Regions from separate parts of the Rattus norvegicus genome. Here regions 2 and 3 are each linked to region 1. Evidence: chromatin contacts called from public Hi-C data. All regions are on one chromosome and are shown on one strand. The core of a region is the stretch at or near the end of the contact, and the rest is flanking DNA. Distances in the headings are between cores, read along the strand shown.

Evidence for each region. Hi-C and Micro-C count contacts between places; a contact is called where the count stands out from the background.
Region 2: a Hi-C map of liver shows a contact between it and region 1, with 4 times the contacts expected there. The contact joins two enhancer-like sites. A contact is called at or near these places in 2 of 12 Hi-C or Micro-C datasets (both in liver).
Region 3: a Hi-C map of liver shows a contact between it and region 1, with 6 times the contacts expected there. The contact joins two enhancer-like sites. A contact is called at or near these places in 4 of 12 Hi-C or Micro-C datasets (hepatocytes, kidney and liver).

What each region holds. Positions count from the first base shown.
Region 1 is chr8:84,273,695-84,276,394 of GRCr8, forward strand. No RefSeq gene overlaps it. Among named protein-coding and RNA genes, the nearest start is that of Onecut1, 210 kb to the right of the region's middle. Within about 2 kb of position 1,302, at least 2 of the 93 cell types and tissues checked have an H3K27ac peak or open chromatin away from gene starts, as enhancers often do. A contact at or near this core is called in liver, where this site is marked.
Region 2 is chr8:84,017,319-84,020,018 of GRCr8, forward strand. No RefSeq gene overlaps it. Among named protein-coding and RNA genes, the nearest start is that of Wdr72, 280 kb to the left of the region's middle. Within about 2 kb of position 1,378, at least 1 of the 93 cell types and tissues checked has an H3K27ac peak or open chromatin away from gene starts, as enhancers often do. A contact at or near this core is called in liver, where this site is marked.
Region 3 is chr8:83,938,989-83,941,688 of GRCr8, forward strand. No RefSeq gene overlaps it. Among named protein-coding and RNA genes, the nearest start is that of Wdr72, 200 kb to the left of the region's middle. Within about 2 kb of position 1,328, at least 1 of the 93 cell types and tissues checked has an H3K27ac peak or open chromatin away from gene starts, as enhancers often do. A contact at or near this core is called in liver, where this site is marked.

The sequences.
Region 1 (2,700 bases), core at 52-2,551:
AAACTTGCTGTCCTGTGGTGCCAATGGAGACATTGCAGTCCTTTATGGCAGCACAGCTCCACCAGCTGATAGTAAGCTGCTCTTCTGAGAGAGTTCTGGCCAATGGCACAGGCCACCATAAGGGTGTAATAGGAGTCCAGGCTGGCAAGCCTATTGACCTGCAGGCATGTGGGAGCTGGGCCACAAGAGAAAACATGACTGAACAGTACATCCAGATGTTCTACCAGGAGTAAAGTTTGGAGCTAGGCACGCTTCACCGAGGTTAAATCAATACTAGACATCATTTGCTCCCTGTGCACCTTTATGACGATGAGCCTGCTCCAGGCATCTCATGACTACATCATCCAAAAGTGGCCCAAAGTCTAAGGTACCACCCTCTTCACCAGAAAGCAAACGTCAATGTTTTCCATGAATTAGAGTCCAAATGCCAAACTTGAGAGGAAGCACTTGAATTAATTTGTTAGTTAAGCAGTGTTGACCTGTTCCCCACATATGCTAAGCAAAGAGCACGGGCTCTGGGCAGCTTCCAATCCACTAAATCAAAACCAAGTGTTACGCAGCATGTGTCCCATTCAGGATCTGGTGCTGTTCCTTCCATGTTGTGTTTCATTTCCCAACACCACTACCTGGAAAAAGAAAGCAGGACATAACTGGTCAAAGGCTGTCAGACTGCAGCAAAAACTTGATAAGACCAATGGAGTTCTGCCCTTCTTCGGAACAGCAAAGTGTCCTGGGTGTGGGGGTCATGGATAGAGTAAGTAAAGGATACAGCAGATTCACAAAGCTGGAAGAATATGTTAGACTTCGGGTTGGTCTGTATCACAACATGCTATTCCCTCATGCCCAGAAGAGGTTAACCACTAGACCGAGTCTTGGTGCTTCCCCAGAGTCCTTACACCAGTTTAAGTTTTGTTTGACCTGATCTGAGTTGGTTGTTTTGCTAGGGTCTGCAGTGGTTTGATTTGGTTCAGTTTAATTGGTTCAGTTGTGCTGATTTGGTTTACTTTGGTTTGATCAGGTCTGATTTGGTTTGGTTTAGTTGATCTGTTTTTTGCCTTTGGGCAAGTTGTAACCTTGAACAGAGTGCAGCAAAGGAACACAGGTGGACTGGATTTTCTTTGCTGGTAATTATTGTACAACAAACAAAGCCAGTGTGGAACTCAATGGTTGGAACTTCCCTTAAGGCTCAGGGAACAACCACTGAAGCTTCCAGAATCTGGTCCAGCTGAGTTAGGCAGACTGTGGTCAGTCTTGCGGCTCTGAGCTGTTGCAATGAGCAGGGTGTCAATTAATGGACCAGTTTCAATGCTGACTTCAATGTTGCAACTCAAGCCTGTCACTTACCTGTTTCAGGATCTAATCATTATAAAACACAAGTGAGCTACCTTCAAAAGACCATATCCACAAATATGAAGCAACTTGGTTAGAGATTTTTACATCAGCTGGTCAGTTTAACTACCTAGAACTTGTCCAATGATTAATCCATGTGCTAGGAAAGCAAGATGGGGAACTTTTCACAGAAAGAGAAGAAACCAGGTAGAGCAGGGAGATAGGGAACACAGGAAGGACAGTGGGTGAGAAGAATGCTTGCTAAGAGAACACAGTCTATGTAAGAAAATATCATGGCGAAATCCATTACTCTATGCTAACCTAAGGTATTAACTAAAAGAAACTTCACCAAGAGTTCCTAAACATATATAGTTCATATGAATATCCTGATACACCAGGAGTTTAGGTAGATTTTTATGAAGAAAATAGTGCTTCATTCTTCCAAATAGATGCAAACCTGACAAAAGAAGAATAGTGAAACTGGGTGTAGGACATCCTTCTCTGACCACAAACACCTTTTATCCAGAACTCTGGGGCCCAAGGACTTGCCAGGTCCTTGGACACTGGCAAGATTTCACCTTCAGTTGGTCCACAGAAGTGCGTGAGTCCCTCCAAATGGGAGTACTCAGCACAATAAGAGGGTTTTTTGTGTGCTGAGAATGTGGAAGGAAAGAAAGAGACATGGGTGGAGGGTTTACAGAGTGATTGACATCTCTCTGTCTCTCCATGTGATCCTTGGCTGGAAAATGCCCTCCTGTGCCTGGAAAGCAGGAAGCAGAGCCTTGGAGTGCACGGCTGAGCTCCATTTGCAATGAAGCTCATGTAGAGCTTGTAAATCTCTGTTGGTTAGGGAGAGAAGGAGAAATACTGACTCAGTCACAGGAAACAGATTAAATAAAATTTCCTCCCAGAGAGATGAGGCCAGTTAGCGCTTTCCATTTTGTTCTCCGTTACTTGTGTTTAATATCCAATTCGCTGTATTTCTCTGCGTCCAAGGAGGACCCAAGAGCTGGGAAGGAGCAGCTCAGAGGCAATGCGTCGCCCAGTAGCTGTTCGGCTGTCATTAGCTCCCATGCTCAGCTCCTGGATAGGGCATCTGGACCCAGCGGCTGACCCCACACACATGTTCATTTGAGCAGGGGTAACTGGACTTAGTGGGTATATTTTTATTAGGACATTAAATTGGGAGGAATTGGAAGGTATATAGGGAGCTGGAGAAAGAGGAGTGGATGATAGATATGGCCAAGATAGGCTGTAGAGTATATGAAATTTTCAAAAATAATGTTAATAAAAATAAAATTTAAAATTCATAAAAAGAAAGACTAGTCTGAATGGATTTTTAATGTGAGTATCATCTGAAAGAAGAGAGGG
Region 2 (2,700 bases), core at 128-2,627, 260 kb before region 1:
GAAATTACACATTGCAACAGGAATCAGGAGATTCCTGAAAATCAAGGGGCTAATACAAAACACTCCTTTAACCCCTGGGAGCTGAGTGGTTGTGTGGTAAGAAAAGGAAAGAGGGCAAATGAGAGTGTTAAGCCACATTTCCAAGACCAGCCTTGGAATGTTAATGGAAGTTGACATATACATGACAAAATGCCCACCATGAACAATTTAAGGGATGAAGTCTTGCTTTGGCTCAGTTTCAGGGTTGGGTGAAATGGAACAGCTCACAGTTGAGCATGGAAAGAATGTCTCCACTATAATTCCACCCAACATCACAGGCCGTTGGGTGGTAGACACATATTCACGAATGCCTCCTCACTTGGTTAACCCACCATAAACATACCTCAGGGACACCCCAAGAAATGCACTTGACTGGGCTTCAGGGTAGCGCTCAGTCCAGTCAAGCTGGCCATCTTGCAGATTACCTTTTTCCACTTACTAGCCAAGGAACCCAGAAAAATGTCTTCTTTTGTTCATTTATGGACTTCTAGGAAGTTTTACGTCTTTAGAGTTTGGAGGCAGCCGGGTGGTAGAAAGACTTGACTAGCCTATTTCTGGGCCCTGGGTTTGAGTGTCAGCACTTTCCCCTACACCATACATACATTTGAAGTCACTGAGGTGGTGAAGAACTTCTGAGGGGGGGAGAAATGTCCAATAAGGCTCTGAATGTGTTCTTTAAAGATAAATCGGTCCTTAAAATAATCTTCCTAGGGCTTGGGAGATGGTTCAAGAGGAGCACTGGGTGTTCTCCCTAATGACCTACATTCTGATTTTAAGTCTCTACAGATTCCTTCACCCAAATTGAACATATTCACACAAACACATAAAAACAAAATTTTGAATAGAATGAATGAAATGAATAAAAATTATACAAACTGAATTTTGATAGATTCAGGGTCCACTTTTACAAGAAACTAATAATATAACTGATCAATAAACATTCTTTGTGAAGGACCCTAGGGACTTACACTCACAACCTCAGGTCAAGATTAGGCCAAGTACCAGTTTCCCGCCTTGGGTCAAGGCTAGACCAAGTTCCATTCTCCACTCACAGTTCTTGGGAGAAGCAGGGACATTCTTGAAAAACTGCAGAATGTACTGACTAATAGTTACCTGACCCTCTGGTCCCAAACAGAGTTTGAATGCGTGTCATATGCTTGCTAGCCAATAGATTCAAAGGTCAATATGCTTAGCCAATAAGTTTAAACTGTAACCTTGCTGATGTAACCTTTACCCCTAAAAAGTATAAAAACTGTTATAGCCATTGGGGTCACCTTCTAATCATTCACCATGAGGGGCTGATTAAGGGTTGACCCCAATGCCTTGGAAAAATAAACCTCTTGCAATCAAACTCTGTTCTCATGTCTCACTTGGAGGATCTCCCGGTAGTTAAGACTCACTTCAAGCCTTACAGTTGCAGCATATTAGTTGACATAATTTACTTCTTGTTAATGCATACAAATTAAGATTTCATTTTTACAACCTATGAATTTTAGTTTGATGTCAATTTACAAGAACTTGCCTGTCAGGTGTGATGGGTAAGCTTGATTATCAACTTGATAAGATTTAGAATTCACCATGGAAACAAATCTGTGTCTGTGAGGAAGTTTTTAGATTGACTTTATTAAGGAAGGAAGATCTACTCTCACTGTGGATAGCACTGTCCCCTGGATGGGGTCCTAGGCTGAACTCAGGAGAAAGCAACCCCAGCCACAGCAGTCATCTGTCTCTGCTTCTGGGCTGAGAGATAGGTGCACTGTGACCAGCTGCCTCCAGCCCTTGCTGCCATTGTCTTTTCTGCCATGATAGACTGCACCCTTGGACTCTGAGCCAAAATACACATACCCTTTTGCTTTGTTTCTGTCAGATATTTTGTTTCTGCCACAAGAAAAAATAATTCAGATACTGATGTCTGCCAGGAAACACTTGGGGTTTAGAAAGCATCTAAACCTTAAAAACTGTAACCGTCTTCTGCTCCCCTCATCCCAAGGAGAAATTAGGAAGAGACAATGAGTGAGAAGAATTTTTCAGGTCTCTAAGTGCTCCTGTGTCCTTGAGTAGATTGGAGACGCATATATCTCATTAACTGACAGTACATATTTCAGATCCAAATCCTAGCCTGACTAAGTAGCTACGAGACTGTACAAACTGCTCATCTTTTCCAAGACTCAGTTTCCTCTCCTGCTCAATGAGAGTAATGTTCACAGATGTTTGTGGGACTCGATCTGTGATTCTTATGTAGTGCTAGACTGCCCAGAGCCTAAGAAACCCTCAGGAACTGGAAACTAATAACTGTAATCTGTAATCTGTGGTCTGTAATCCAGGGCATAAGATTCTGCCTGTAAGGTTTCAGGTCAGCTGTTGGAGGGATTCTGCCCACAATCACAGCCAAAGCTTGTGTGGGTGACTTGACCTGAACTAGCTCAGATAGGGACCACACTGCCTTACTCTGACGAACAAAGCCATTCTGTCTGGGGGGAAAAAAACCCTCAAAATCGTATTAAACCTCCAGAAAGCAAGTCAATTAAAGAGTCTTTCTAATCACGAGCTCCATTATAAAAATGAAAATAGCATTTCATTAGAGAAAGCGTCTCAGAAGTTATAATTCTTACTGATGGTGAGGATCTCTCAGGAAAATGACTACGAGTAAGAGACAAGCAT
Region 3 (2,700 bases), core at 78-2,577, 330 kb before region 1:
ATGTGACACAGGGAAAGATTTTTTTTGCGACAGTAATGTTGACTGTCTGAGTTGTGCATTTACTTAAGCTGTGTTGCTGGGAAGCAAGAACCTGGTTCTTCCTGAAGAGACACATTTCCCAGTGAGTGAGGTCACACTCGGAGGCATACACTCCAAGCTCAGCACAGCCAGGTACAAAGGCACCATAGAACCAGAAAGAATAGGCCATTCTTGTACAAGCCTGAGAGAGCTTCATTCCAAGCCTTTGTTTGCATCAAATAAATACATTTATTAAATAAAGCATCAAATAATTGGCCCGTGGGTGTGACTCAATCAGTAGAATGTTTGCCTCACATGCAGTCAGCCCTGAGTTCTGTTACCAGCGATATGATCATAAATCAGATATGGCGGTGCATACCTGTAATGGCGCACTTGGGAGGTGGGGGCGGAGGATCCAGAGTTCAAATCTATCTTCAGCTGTACAGAGAGTGAGAAGCCAACTTAGGCTATATAAGACTGTCTGAAAAAATCAGAAAAATATCAAATAATAAGTCGAAATTTGATAGGAGAATACTTTAAAAATCTGTACACTATACCTGTAGTTGGTTTATAGAAAGATAAAAAAAATTCATTTGCACGCTACCAACATGCAAAATGTCAGTTATCATAAGAAGCAGCAACTAAGAGAACCACGAGGGAGGCTGGAAAATCTGTGTGGTGTTCTTTTCTGTCTCTTTACTGCTTACAGCAAGTGCGTCTCACTCAGTGAAAGTTCAAAGATCTAAGCTACCTTTGATACTTAGAGATGCCAGCATACAGATCTGATAAAATTTTCATTTTCAAATTTCATGTATACATGTCATAAGGATTACACACACACACACACACACACACACACACACACACATACACACACACATCTGTTCCCTGAAGCTGTTGCTTCCATTTTTTTTTAAAAAGAAAGATGTGTTTTCTTTCTCCTGATTTCAAAAGCCTTAGGAGCAAAACAATGCCTTGATTTCATTTGCGGTGAGCTCCTAGCATGTCCTGTAGTGTTTTTGAGTAACTGGAAACCTGTTCTTGCTACAGTGCCATGCTTTCGGCTCCCTGCAGCAGGCAGGGATCATGTCATGTTTCTGCCCTAAGAGCCAGATGTGTGAGAGGCAAATCAATAACATTGAAGCATTTAACAAACCAGGTAATGCAGGATTCCTGATAGTCCCCAGATATGAGCACCCCAAGTCCCTTCTATCTCTCCCTATTTAATAGTTCTGTGACACTGTGTGTGGAGGGACTTGAAACATGACTGCTTCAGAAGCCACTGGGCTTCGCAATCTGGGGAGATGAGGTCCTAGATCAGGAGAGATTTCACAAGGACCAGGCTGTAGCCAAAGACAAACACTGAACCACCTCATCAGTGTTGGATGAAGTGCAGCTGGCAAAATGGCAATTCCAAACAGCAGAAGGAGCTCAAAGTACAAAGCCAGGCCAGATGCCTTCTTCTACCACAGCAGGCACAGGGGCCCTTTAGTCTCAAGCTTGCCAAAATGATTATAGTGGATATTTATCAGGCAAAAAATGGATTGTGTCCTTCATGATTTGCTTTGATTTTTAATCTCTGGAAACTTTGCAGTGAAGGAAAGCAAATTGTGAAAAGAGTTACACAATTTATTCTTTGTCACCAAGTAAATAACAGCATAGCAGTTCAAATGTAGACTCTTCTGTCTCCAATAAATAAATGTAGCTAGTATACCTTCCGATGAAGCTTCCTCATCTGTGAAAGCTGACTGAAAATGAGAATGTCTCTAAACTTTGCAGTTCTATGCCAGCAGGATGACTTCCATGGGTAAAGGTGTTTGCTACCACACTTGACAACTTGTATGTGACATGTGGGACCCATGTGGTGGAAGGAGAGAGCCAACTTTTTGAACCTCCACCATGGACTGTGCCATACGCATCACACACACACACACACACACACACACACACACACACACACAAATACATGAAATAGAAATAACTTAAAACACAATAAGCTCAGACCCTCTAAGAATGCAGAATTTACTTATCATAGAGACTTCACCTCAGAGAATGGCCAATCTATTCAGCCAATAATACCCAAAAAGGAAAATTAGAGACTATAATACCAATAAACACTTGAAAGGCGAATGGTGAATTATATACAAGCATGGGGGAAAACATTGATAAATGAAATAATTAGCACTGGAAAATAAGTTAGGATGCAGCCTGGAAAGGAAGAAAGACCTTTCTCGTTACAGTATGAGTGAGGCTGTTCCCTAGCATTCAGGAGGACCTTCCATAAATATCTATAATACTCTACAATAGGTTCTGGCTATGATACCCCTAATGCCAATTTTTTGAGCAATTTTAAACTACTTCATTCTGTAGAATAGAAAAAGTAATAAGGCCAGTTTCTTGAAGGACTGATAGGATAATGGCAGATCATAGACATTATAGGGCTTTGAAGAACAAAACACAAAAGGCAAAAAAACGCACTGTGCTTAGTTGGCATACAAGGCTAGGACTGGAGTAAGGAGGACACCAGGAGAATGTAATGTACAGAAAGACCCACCCAAACAGAGAACAGGGCTTCCAGATACAAATCCACTGTTTCACTTGCTTTACCCTCATTATGGAGTTGGGACAGTAAGAGGGCAAATAGGTTTCTGTAGGATCCTAACAAAGAGAAGGTGAATGATA